Regions from separate parts of the Mus musculus genome. Here region 1 is linked to region 2. A link is a contact called in public ChIA-PET data. All regions are on one chromosome and are shown on one strand. Each heading gives the region's core, a stretch centred on a gene start, on an enhancer-like site or on the middle of the called end of the contact. The rest is flanking DNA. Distances are from core to core; before and after follow the strand shown. Region 1 holds the start of Sp100 (nuclear antigen Sp100). Region 2 holds the start of Gpr55 (G protein-coupled receptor 55).

Evidence for each region. ChIA-PET counts read pairs in DNA pulled down with a chosen protein or histone mark.
Region 1: an RNA polymerase II ChIA-PET map of memory CD8 T cells shows a contact between it and region 2, with 7 read pairs. The contact joins the promoter of Sp100 here to the promoter of Gpr55 in region 2. A contact is called at or near these places in 1 of 15 datasets of contacts at CTCF or cohesin (CD8 T cells) and 1 of 115 datasets of contacts at active chromatin or transcription factors (memory CD8 T cells).

What each region holds. Positions count from the first base shown.
Region 1 is chr1:85,647,892-85,652,894 of GRCm38.p6, forward strand. Sp100 (nuclear antigen Sp100) reads left to right here and starts at 2,123. Exons shown (of 22, transcript NM_001372231.1): 1 at 2,123-2,236. The coding sequence starts at 2,211.
Region 2 is chr1:85,958,158-85,962,887 of GRCm38.p6, forward strand. Gpr55 (G protein-coupled receptor 55) reads right to left here and starts at 2,898. Exons shown (of 2, transcript NM_001033290.2): 1 at 2,678-2,898. All of the region lies in intron 1 of Gm41905 (a long non-coding RNA gene), which reads left to right.

The DNA of each region.
Region 1 (5,003 bases), core at 873-3,372, 310 kb before region 2:
TTTCATAAACAGATTGCTTGCAATCTGAGCCATTACAATCATGTGTCCCCTCTGCTGCAACAAAAGCCTAAATTCTGGCCTAAGCAAGAGTTGGTCGGTAGCTGCCACTCCTATCACTCTTGTACAAGAATGGGCTCTCAGAACCTAAGAATACTTTTACTTTGCCAAGTGCCTTCCAAACCATGTGTCCCATGATGTTTCTGTAAGTATCTTCAGTCTTTCATCTGACATGCAACCTCTTCCAGGATGGCCTGAAAACTGAAGTTTCCCCTCCTGAAACCTTTATTCTACCTTGTTTTGAAGCCATGTTGTGTGGTTTTCCAAAGCATGACAGCCAAAGTTATGCTTTAAATTTAATTACTGTGTCAAAGAGATCTGTGAAACAAGAATGCCTCTGTGAAACAAGACACATGTTTTCACTTCCCTACACAGATTTGTTTGCCCCAACTACATAGGATGTGCTTGGTCACATGTAGGCAGGAGGTACGTATGTGGGAAACATGTCAACATGTATGCTTGCCTGATTGGATGCAGGCAGGAATTATATCAGGAAGCATAATTCCCCCTGATTGGACACAAAGGGAAATATGGTGGCCTTATGGGGCTACTCATTTAAGCTTCTGTGAAATTTGCCATTCTTTTGTGCATCCAGGAATAGACCTGGCCAGAGTTCATCCTGACAGTATCAAAGCTTGCTTCCAATTTGATTCAAAGTTATGATAGCCATCTTATTCTCACCCAGGTAGAGTAACACAAGGCCAGAATGTTCTAGATTTCTGTATGAACAATTCTGCCAATATTATAGCTGGAAACTGAGATGCGGGGTATTCAGGGAAGGGGGGACCCTTTAATAGCATTCTTCCAGAGCTGCTTTGGGGTAAGTAGGTGTAGCAATGTTCTGTTCCCTGTGCACCTCATCTCCCAAGAGTTACACTTTACTGTGGAGCTGGGCTTTCAGGTCTCAGGAGTTCCAGTCAGACACTGGATAGTATAGTGATAGTTCAGCTCTCCCTGTGTGCACTCCTCTGGGTCTCCAAGAAGGAACTGAACCAGCAACATATAGACATTGGATTCCCATGCACACATTAGCTTTGAGGTGCTTCTGCAAAGTCTTGTTACTTAGAGTCCTGTAAAATCATCCCAAAGTTTCTTATTCTAGATCGAAGTAGAAATGGAGACATGGCTAAAATGTGGGGCACTAAAAGACCCCAAAGGCTAACCTCAGGCATGGCCTCACATTACTCTTGTGAGTCATACCCACCCCAGCTTCATACCAGCCTATCCCTGTGTATGTGAACTAAAGGATGAGAAAGAGGCAAGCAGACTCTCTGCTGGGAGACCTGTCAGGGTAGAGGCTCACCTCAGGTCCCCAAGTCCCTCAGAGAAAGTGCTCCCAGAAGGAGGAACAGAGAGAACTTGATATATCCTAATGATCCATGAGGGGCCTCCTAGAAAGACTCACTGGAGGTGACAGCTCATCACTACTTATCATATCTGCACCTCAGAAGGGAGGACCACATCTTTGTCTTCATGCCCTGGTGGCCACTGCTGCAGCTTCCTCCTGCCTTTGACTTCTAGGCTGGGATGACAAGTCTTCAGAGACCCAAGTCTTGCTCTGACCCAATGTCTATGGAGTTGGGGGATGTCCTCAATCCTGGGTCTGAGAAATCTTGTCCTGGCCACATTCCTGGGTCTCCTGCTGGCCTGAGAGATACCTTGCAAGTGTTTGACCTTCCTTCCCTGCTGTCTCCTTACCCAAGTCACTTCAGCCAGGGACATGGCAACCAACCCTGGGGGGATCCCTGCTCCCCTCCTAGACACAGGAGCAAGAGAGTACAGTTTGAGTTTCTGTGGAGGGGTTTTAATTGTTTTGTTTTGTTTGTTTGTCCCATCTTTCCATAAAGAAGGCACTCTCAGGAACTGGCTCAGCTTGTCCTGGTGTACCCTTCTGCAATCCTCTAGGTCCCCTTTCTCCTCCCTGCTACAACATTCCAAAAATGATGGATGGGACAGGATCTCACAGCAGCACCCTTGAGATTAGAGAATTACTTTCGTTTTTCTTTTCCCCATCAGGGCGGAGCCCTCTCTGGTTTCTTAGTGCTTGGGCTCACTTCCTGCTCTCAGATGTGGCCCAAGGCAAACACACAGAAGCCTGTGCAGATACCAAGGGATCAGAGCTCACTGTCCCAGGCCCCAGGCAGCTGTGGAAGATGGAAGGGAGCGACGGCAGCCCCAGGTGAGTCTTTTTCCCTCTGTAACCTTTTCCTCTGACAACACGGTTGATTTTATGTCTTGAATTAGTGACCCAAGCTTCAGTCAGTTCAAACCGCCTGACATGAAGTAGCTTTGGCCTATAATGAGAGGGGATAGATTTGGGGGTGATGAGGTGAAGAGACAGAGAGAGAGAGAGAGAGAGAGAGAGAGAGAGAGAGAGAGAGAGAGAAAGAGAGAGAGGGAGAGACAGACAGACACAGAGAGAGAAAGAGAGAGAACATCAGCATACCTGAACACTTGAGTTTGATATCCGCTGCCGAGAGAGACAAGCTTGCCAGATTGTACACAAGTCATAACTGTCTTTATGACCACTGCTCAGCTGTCAGAGGGAGACTTTGGCCACAGCTGACAGGGACTCCTGTGGCATGGTTCTGTTATTATCTTGTGACCCAAGCGGTCTCAGTCCCTCTGCCTCTCTCTGCATTAGAGCAGGACTCCTGCAGGAAAGTCACCTCAGGGAAGAAGTCCAAATAGCAGACGATGCTGGGTAAACAGTTGGCACCCGCTGCCCTGTTTCTCCTACCTGTCTGGCAGGACTTGTCACCAAGAAAGCTGTGCCCAGGCTCACTCCTGGTTTAAGCTCTCACTGTCAGACCTCGATCCAAGGAAGACAAAAGACAAGAAAGGGCCTTGATTGCAAAGGTCAGGGCAAGCCACATATTTCTATTTCCCTTTAGTTTTCTGTTCTAGGTGGATGTTAGCTCTGGCAGGAAACAGTAGAATTCTGTTTGCTCCAGTAACTCAGATGCGCTACTATGCATAAATAATGTTGGGCAGTGTTTTTGTTAGTACGAAGGACGTAATACATTTTTTTTTTCAGTACTGCAGATGAACCTCGGACTTTGAATATGCCTGATTATATATCTCTATTTATTTTTTAGAACTTTGACTCAAGGTTTTGCTAAGTTACTCACACCAGTGTGGAACTCATTGTATAGGTTAGGCTGACCTTGAACTTGTGAGCCTCTGAGTGACTGAGGTTACAGGCCTAGACCACCAGGACCATTTCATAATAAAATGTGGTTTATAAGCTTTCAAACTTGTGGAAATATAGAAAGGATAAGACCCCTCAGCTGCCCCCATATACTTAGCCCACTCCTTGGGCTCAATCTTCCTTATATTATTTATTTTTTATTTTAAGGCACGGTCTCTTGATCTTTTTTATTATGTTGTCCAGGCTGACCTGAAACTTGCTATGTAAACCTGCCTGGACTTGGACTTACAATAGAGATCCATCTGCCTCTGCCTCCCAAGTACAGGGATTAAAGGTGTACAATACCATACCTGGGTCTTTCTTATTGTCTACAAAATATTTATTGGGTCTCGCGCGTGCGTGCATGCGTGCGTGCGTGTGTGTGTGTGTGTGTGTGTGTGTGTGTGTGTGTGTGTAAGAGAGAGAGAGAAAAGAGTGTGTACACTATTAGGGAATGTGCCTTTGGAGGACAGAAGAGGATGTCAGGTCCCCTGTAGTTGGAGTTATAGATGGCTATGAGCTGACAGACTGGGAGCTGAACTCCAGTCCTTTTGAAGAACAATCTTTGCTCTTAACTGCTGACCTATCTCTCCAGCCCCTTTATCTTTCCAAATGCATTTCATGTATAATTTGTTTTCGTTAATGCATATTTTCATTTTGTAATGGTGTGAGGTGTTTTCAGCCTTAGCCTGTTTTAAAGAGTAGAAGCCTTGGCGAGGTCCTCCGTGTAATGAGGGTACACTTACTTTACTCTTTTTCACAGCTCCCTGCCATTCAGAGCACTTGTATATGAACCAAGAAACGTATCATTCAATGTCATGCTTATTTATGTGTGCACACGTGCAGCAGCTTTGCGTGTGTCATGGAGTCAGGGGGCAAAATAGAGGAGGTGGTACCTCCCTTCTTCCGTGTGGCTTCTGGGATCCGAGCCAAGTCATCAGGCTGGGTTGCTGGCTCCTTTTCCACTGCGCCAGCTTGCCAGTCCTTTCCACGAGTTTTAAACCAGTTTAAACCAGTCTCCTTTTGATGAACTTTCGCTCACTACCATAGTTGACTGTCACCCACAAGCTGTGGGAACGTTGGCCGTATAATGCATTATGCTTATTGACTAGTATTTTGTCTTGAATCAAAGATATAATCAGGGGACTACCGAGACAAAGGGCGTTACTTGCTTTATAGACGTTGCCAAATGGCTGCTGAGGAGGCAAAGTCTATGCATTTCCCTGCCAGTAGCTACTGAGGTGAGGCGTCTTCCTCTCTCAGCCCAAGTACACAAAGGCAATAGAGATGTGTGCTGTTTTGCAGTCTCTCTATTAAGCAGGAAATGGGTTGCGTTTCTTATGCACTGGCCCTTCAGCTCCCTCTCCAGCACTGGTCTGTTTTCAATATCTTTAGTCAGGTGTTCATTTATTTTTTAACAGATTTAATTCATTTATTTTTCTTGTATAAAAACCCCTATGTGGTTTTTATATGCACTTCTTCTATGCACTGGCTAAATGTCTTGAGAAACCGTAGCTATATTCTCCCTTGTCTTTTGGCACTGTGTATAGTGGGTTTCCTCTTATACAAAGTTAAATTTGAATTGTAGTATTGATCTTGTAAGAAAGACACATCCATAAATAAAGTGATAATGGAAGCCACTGAGAAAATCCAGCACCCTTGGGGTGTTGGGGCTTTTGTGTTTCTGCTTGCCGTGGCTGCCTTTGAACCTAGAGCTTTGTCCTTGCGGAGCAAGTTCTCTACCTCTGAACTATAT
Region 2 (4,730 bases), core at 1,648-4,147:
TCTCTCACAAGAGCATCACTCAAGGACAGAGAGGAGCATCATCAGGGACATTTAGCACATTTGGTTCAGGACAGGGAACCCCTGGCCAGAGAGGACGGTGGTTAATGGAAACTTTCATATTGAAAGCGTGAATATGAGCAAGTCCTCGTGATGCAGTCTGGGCTTATGTCAGACCCACACAGGTGTCTGCAAAGATGATGAGCAGATGTTTTCCTGGGGCTCTTCTTCAAAGGAAAGCTAAGCCAGCCCCTGCAGGATGCTCAGCAAGGAGCCCTCATACGGCTCAGGCAATTAGGAAAGCCAGGCTGACTGCAGCACTTGAGCCAGGAGGAGCTAGGGGGCCCCTCCGAGAATCAAGGCAAGGCTATTTTTATAGATCATGCATGCTGTGACTTTCATGTGTCTACAGGAATAGAAACTCCCTAAGGTGGGTCTGAGTGATTCATCCTGGTACACGGGTGCTCCCTGAATACATATCGGCTTCTGTGTGAAGCAGGGGTCCTCCAGAGCTCAAGTTCCCAGTGTTCAATGTACAGATGGCAGATCTGTGACAGCCATTCCAAGCCCCCACTGTCTTTCATTCTGATCAACCCCAGGCTGTGGGATGGGTAACGCTACGTACATTCTCTTTACCGGGACAGAGAGACTAAGCTGTCCTAGGAGCCAAGACGAGTCCTGGAGCAGAACTTCCTTAAGTGAGATACCTTCATGTTCCTAGCCACACCCTAGCCAGAGCCTGGCTGTACACAGCAAAGCAGTGTCTAGACCAGGGCATAAGATCAGGGCAGCTGGAAGCTTGACAGGCAAGAGACACACAGGTGTCCCATACCCGCCATGTTACCCAGAGCATGGGGCTGGAAACCCAGCAAAGGGTCTACACCGTCCTGCTGCTACTCAAAGGGGGCTCACACACCTTTGGTCTTTGCTACTTTCTTTTTCTTTGTGCACGGGGGACAGGTTGGGGAGCAAGCTCTCAGGTACCCCAGGCTGCTCTCAGGTTCACCATACAGATGGGATTATGGGTGTGTACCGTCCTCCTTCATATATTGTTTCTCAAGAATATGCCTTGCTGTTGCTTGCTCTTTAAATGCTTAAAATGCTTGGTCATGAGTCAAAAACACACAGGAAGACATTTCGTAAAGCTATGTAAACAATCACTGTCCCACCTCCCCCAAGTGCTCTCTAAAACCTGGAAAGATAGAATATCTATCTCTGTAGCAGGCAGGCAAAGACCTGCCCATGGTTCAGAGCCCTCTCTCTCTAGCTCCCTTTGAAACCAGAAAAAGCATAAATAAAAAAGTTTCTTGGGAGTTTCCTAAGCCTGGGATCACTGCCTTGATCCGTCCTACCCTCTCTTCCTTAAGAGCAAGCTAGAAGCTTTGACAGCTGGGCTGGCTCCCTGCCTCCTTTCAAAGGGGTTCTAAAGAGATGATACTGGAGCACATACCTCCAACTTCATCAAGTGCACCAGGCATCAAGAGAGCTCCAGGAAGCAGTTCCTTCTCGGGCGCAAAGCAAGCTCTTCTGACTGCTTACCTAAGAGTTTCTCCACTACCACATCCTCTCCTGACACTACTCCATTCACCCCTTCAGCCATCAAGGCCCAGCACCTATTCAGAGGGATAGACTTGCCCCAGCAGGGGTTTCACCTAAGGGGTAAGGATTAACCTAAGGGGTGTAGGCTTAGAGGCTAACCCTAAGCGGGGCCAGGCAGGGAGGCAGGGAGCAGAGAGAGGCCAGAGGTACAAAGAATAGCTTAAGAGGTCTTCTCACACACAAGGGTTGCTTGACATTCAGAAAGACCAAACATAGAGGTGTCTCTGGGGACAGGAGTGGGGACTGTCTCTGAAGACAGGGGTGGGTTGCCTCTGTGTAGCTGAAGTCTAAGGATTGCAAGCAACAAGAGCAGAGGCTCAAAGCCAGTCAGCCAGGAGTAGGAGCTGCTCAAAGGTCACCTTGAACAAACACACTGAACAGGAACATCATATTGGAAGCTGACCAATAAAAAGGAAACCTTGGATGTTCCTTTACCTCATCTCTAAACCCAGATCAACTCAGTGGATGGGGCAGCGTGGGGGCTGGATACAGGGGCAGAAGGAAGGTCGGAGAAAGAGAAACAGCCATGCTGAGAAGGAATTGGGACAGGAAGTGGGAATGGGGTGACTGAGAGAAAGTCATAGGGTCACCAGTGGCACCCTGATTCCTAAGAAAGCCCAGCAAACAGAGAGAGTGGCCCCACCCCTTTGACAAGTCTCTGTAATTCCTCCTAGTCAACTTCCTCATCGATAACCTGGGGTCAGAAGTTCATTTGATCAATAAGTGCTTGCTGGTTCCCTGTTCTGCAGCTTGTCTACTGTCTGTCCAAGACGGACAGTAGAAACTTTCTCAAAACCAGATGGAGTGAGAGGACAGATAAACAACACCCAGCAACTCAGCTAAAGATTCAGACTCTTCCTCCCCATGGATATATGTCAGTCTGCCATTGTCTCCTTTAGAGCTTGTGTCTGAGGGAGGGAAAAGGCTGGGATTGATAACAGCATCATCCTGAGTAGCAGGGTACCTGCCCTAGGAGGGAGCTCAGCAGCAAAGGGAAGGCAGGATAAACTAGGGAAGGAGAAGCAAGGGGAGAAGGTGGGGGAAGGACCCTTTACATCCACACAGTAGCTACACGTCTCACCTCTGCTCCAAATCCCAGATTTGGTCACACTTCTGTCCCCAAGCCCAGATGGTTCCCATGAGTGGTCAGACAGCTTAGGAGTACCAATGAGTCCCAGCCTTGAAGTCTCCAAGAGAAGTCCCCTTTCCTGCCCTCTAGGTGGACCACATTCTCCACCAACGGAGACTGAAGATGCCTGGCCACCTTGAGAGCAGTCACATGAGCGGCTTACAGAGAGCAAAGTGTTGGATAGTTCATGTCAAGGCAGGGACAGCAGCCGCTTAGAATGCCCCGCCTCTCCTCTCCCTTCCTGGAAAGTTGACTGAGAGCTCAAAGAAGGAGGAAGTTCTAGACATCTGTGTGAGACCTGCCTGCTCTTGTGTCACTGTGGTGGCCTCCTGCATTCAGGCTCCTGCATTAACACCACTGGCTTCATCTTCTTCGGTTTCTACTGGAGCTGAGGGAGGTCTGACTTGAAGTGGAAGAGAAGAATCCTGGACTGAACCAGTGACTCCGCCTCTGTCTAAATCCAGCACATTTTCTCATCTCTGATGCCATCCCTGATCCCCTTAACATTGCCCAAAGACACAGCCACCAACTCATTTTTAAAGGAAATTTAATTGTAGTTTTTCTTTCATCTATCTATCTATCTATCTATCTATCTATCTATCTATCTATCTATCATCTATCTATCTATCTATCTATCTATCTATCTATCTATCTATCTATCTATTTTTAATACAGAGTCTCTGTATAGCCCTGGCTGACCTGGAACTGGCTCTTTAGACCAGCCTGACATTGAACTCACAGAGATCTATCTGTCTCAGCTTCCCAAGGGCTGGGATTAAGGGCATGTGTCACCATGCCCAGCTAGCCTAGTCATTCTTGTTTATTTCTTATGGACATGGAGGATGGGGAGGCTAGTGAGCCCCTTCAAAAGATAGATTTCTCTTTATGTTTCTGGTGCCTAGAGCAGACCTTGTCCTCTTTCCACACGCTCTTCAGAGCCATGCTCCTCCATGCTTCAGTGCTAAGTTTCTATCTTTGGTCACTGTGAGCCTTCTCCCTCCATCCCTTCCTACCCCTCCTCTATGCATGGACATTTTTCCCTTGGCTCTGTTGCATGGTAATCACTGATTCTGCTACAATATCTTATATTTTTGCTCTCACAAAGGTTTTATTTCCTGGGCTTTTTAACAATGAGAATATCTTCAGTCTTAGTTAGCTTTACTGTAAGCAAATACCAAGAAGCATCTTTGGTGAAAAGAAGATTGACTTGGGCTCACCCTCAGATGGCCCAGTCCAAAAGCACTTGTCTCTATGTTTCTGGACCATGAGACAGAATAAATATCATGACAGTGGGACTGCCTGGCATAAGCTTTTCACCTCACCGTGGACAGAAGGCAGAGAGAGGAAGTGACCCAGGCTGCCATACAACCTTCAAAGGCACGTCATCACAGGACGCCACTTCCTCTACCTAAGCTCCACATCCAAAAATAGTGCCACCATCTGGGGACCAAGTGTCCCCCCACACAATGCTAGCAAACCCTCCAAGGATATAGGAACTCAATTATTCACTTCCTTCTTGGCTATCTTTAACACAATCTTGGCTTTTTTAAATCTTGAGGTGGAGAGTAGAAATTCTTCTCCAATACCAAGAACTGGACGGCCAGGGTTATGGGGAAGGTTCTCTGCCTCTAATGTGGGTTCAGTATGCTAGTACTTGCTTCCCATCCCAGATGTGCCCACTTCTGCTCTCTCTGATGTCATCAAGTATCTTCCCAATCACACACTACTCTAATTATTTAATCTTCATCTTTAATCTTAGCATTACTAAGTTACCTTGACTGCTTAAGGAGATGTCATTGAGGGTGACATTTCCCCCACCACTTTATATGTCCTAGGGATTAGCCAATAGGCTGTGACTTTGGGGGGTGTGGAAGTCAGTTAATTCTCCACACCATCTAGGACAGGAACACTTACAAGTGGCTTCATTTATAGTGAAGGAACCTGAGGCAGAGAGCTCAGGTGACAAGATCCTTAGATGTGCATCATCCATGCAAGAGATGCAGGG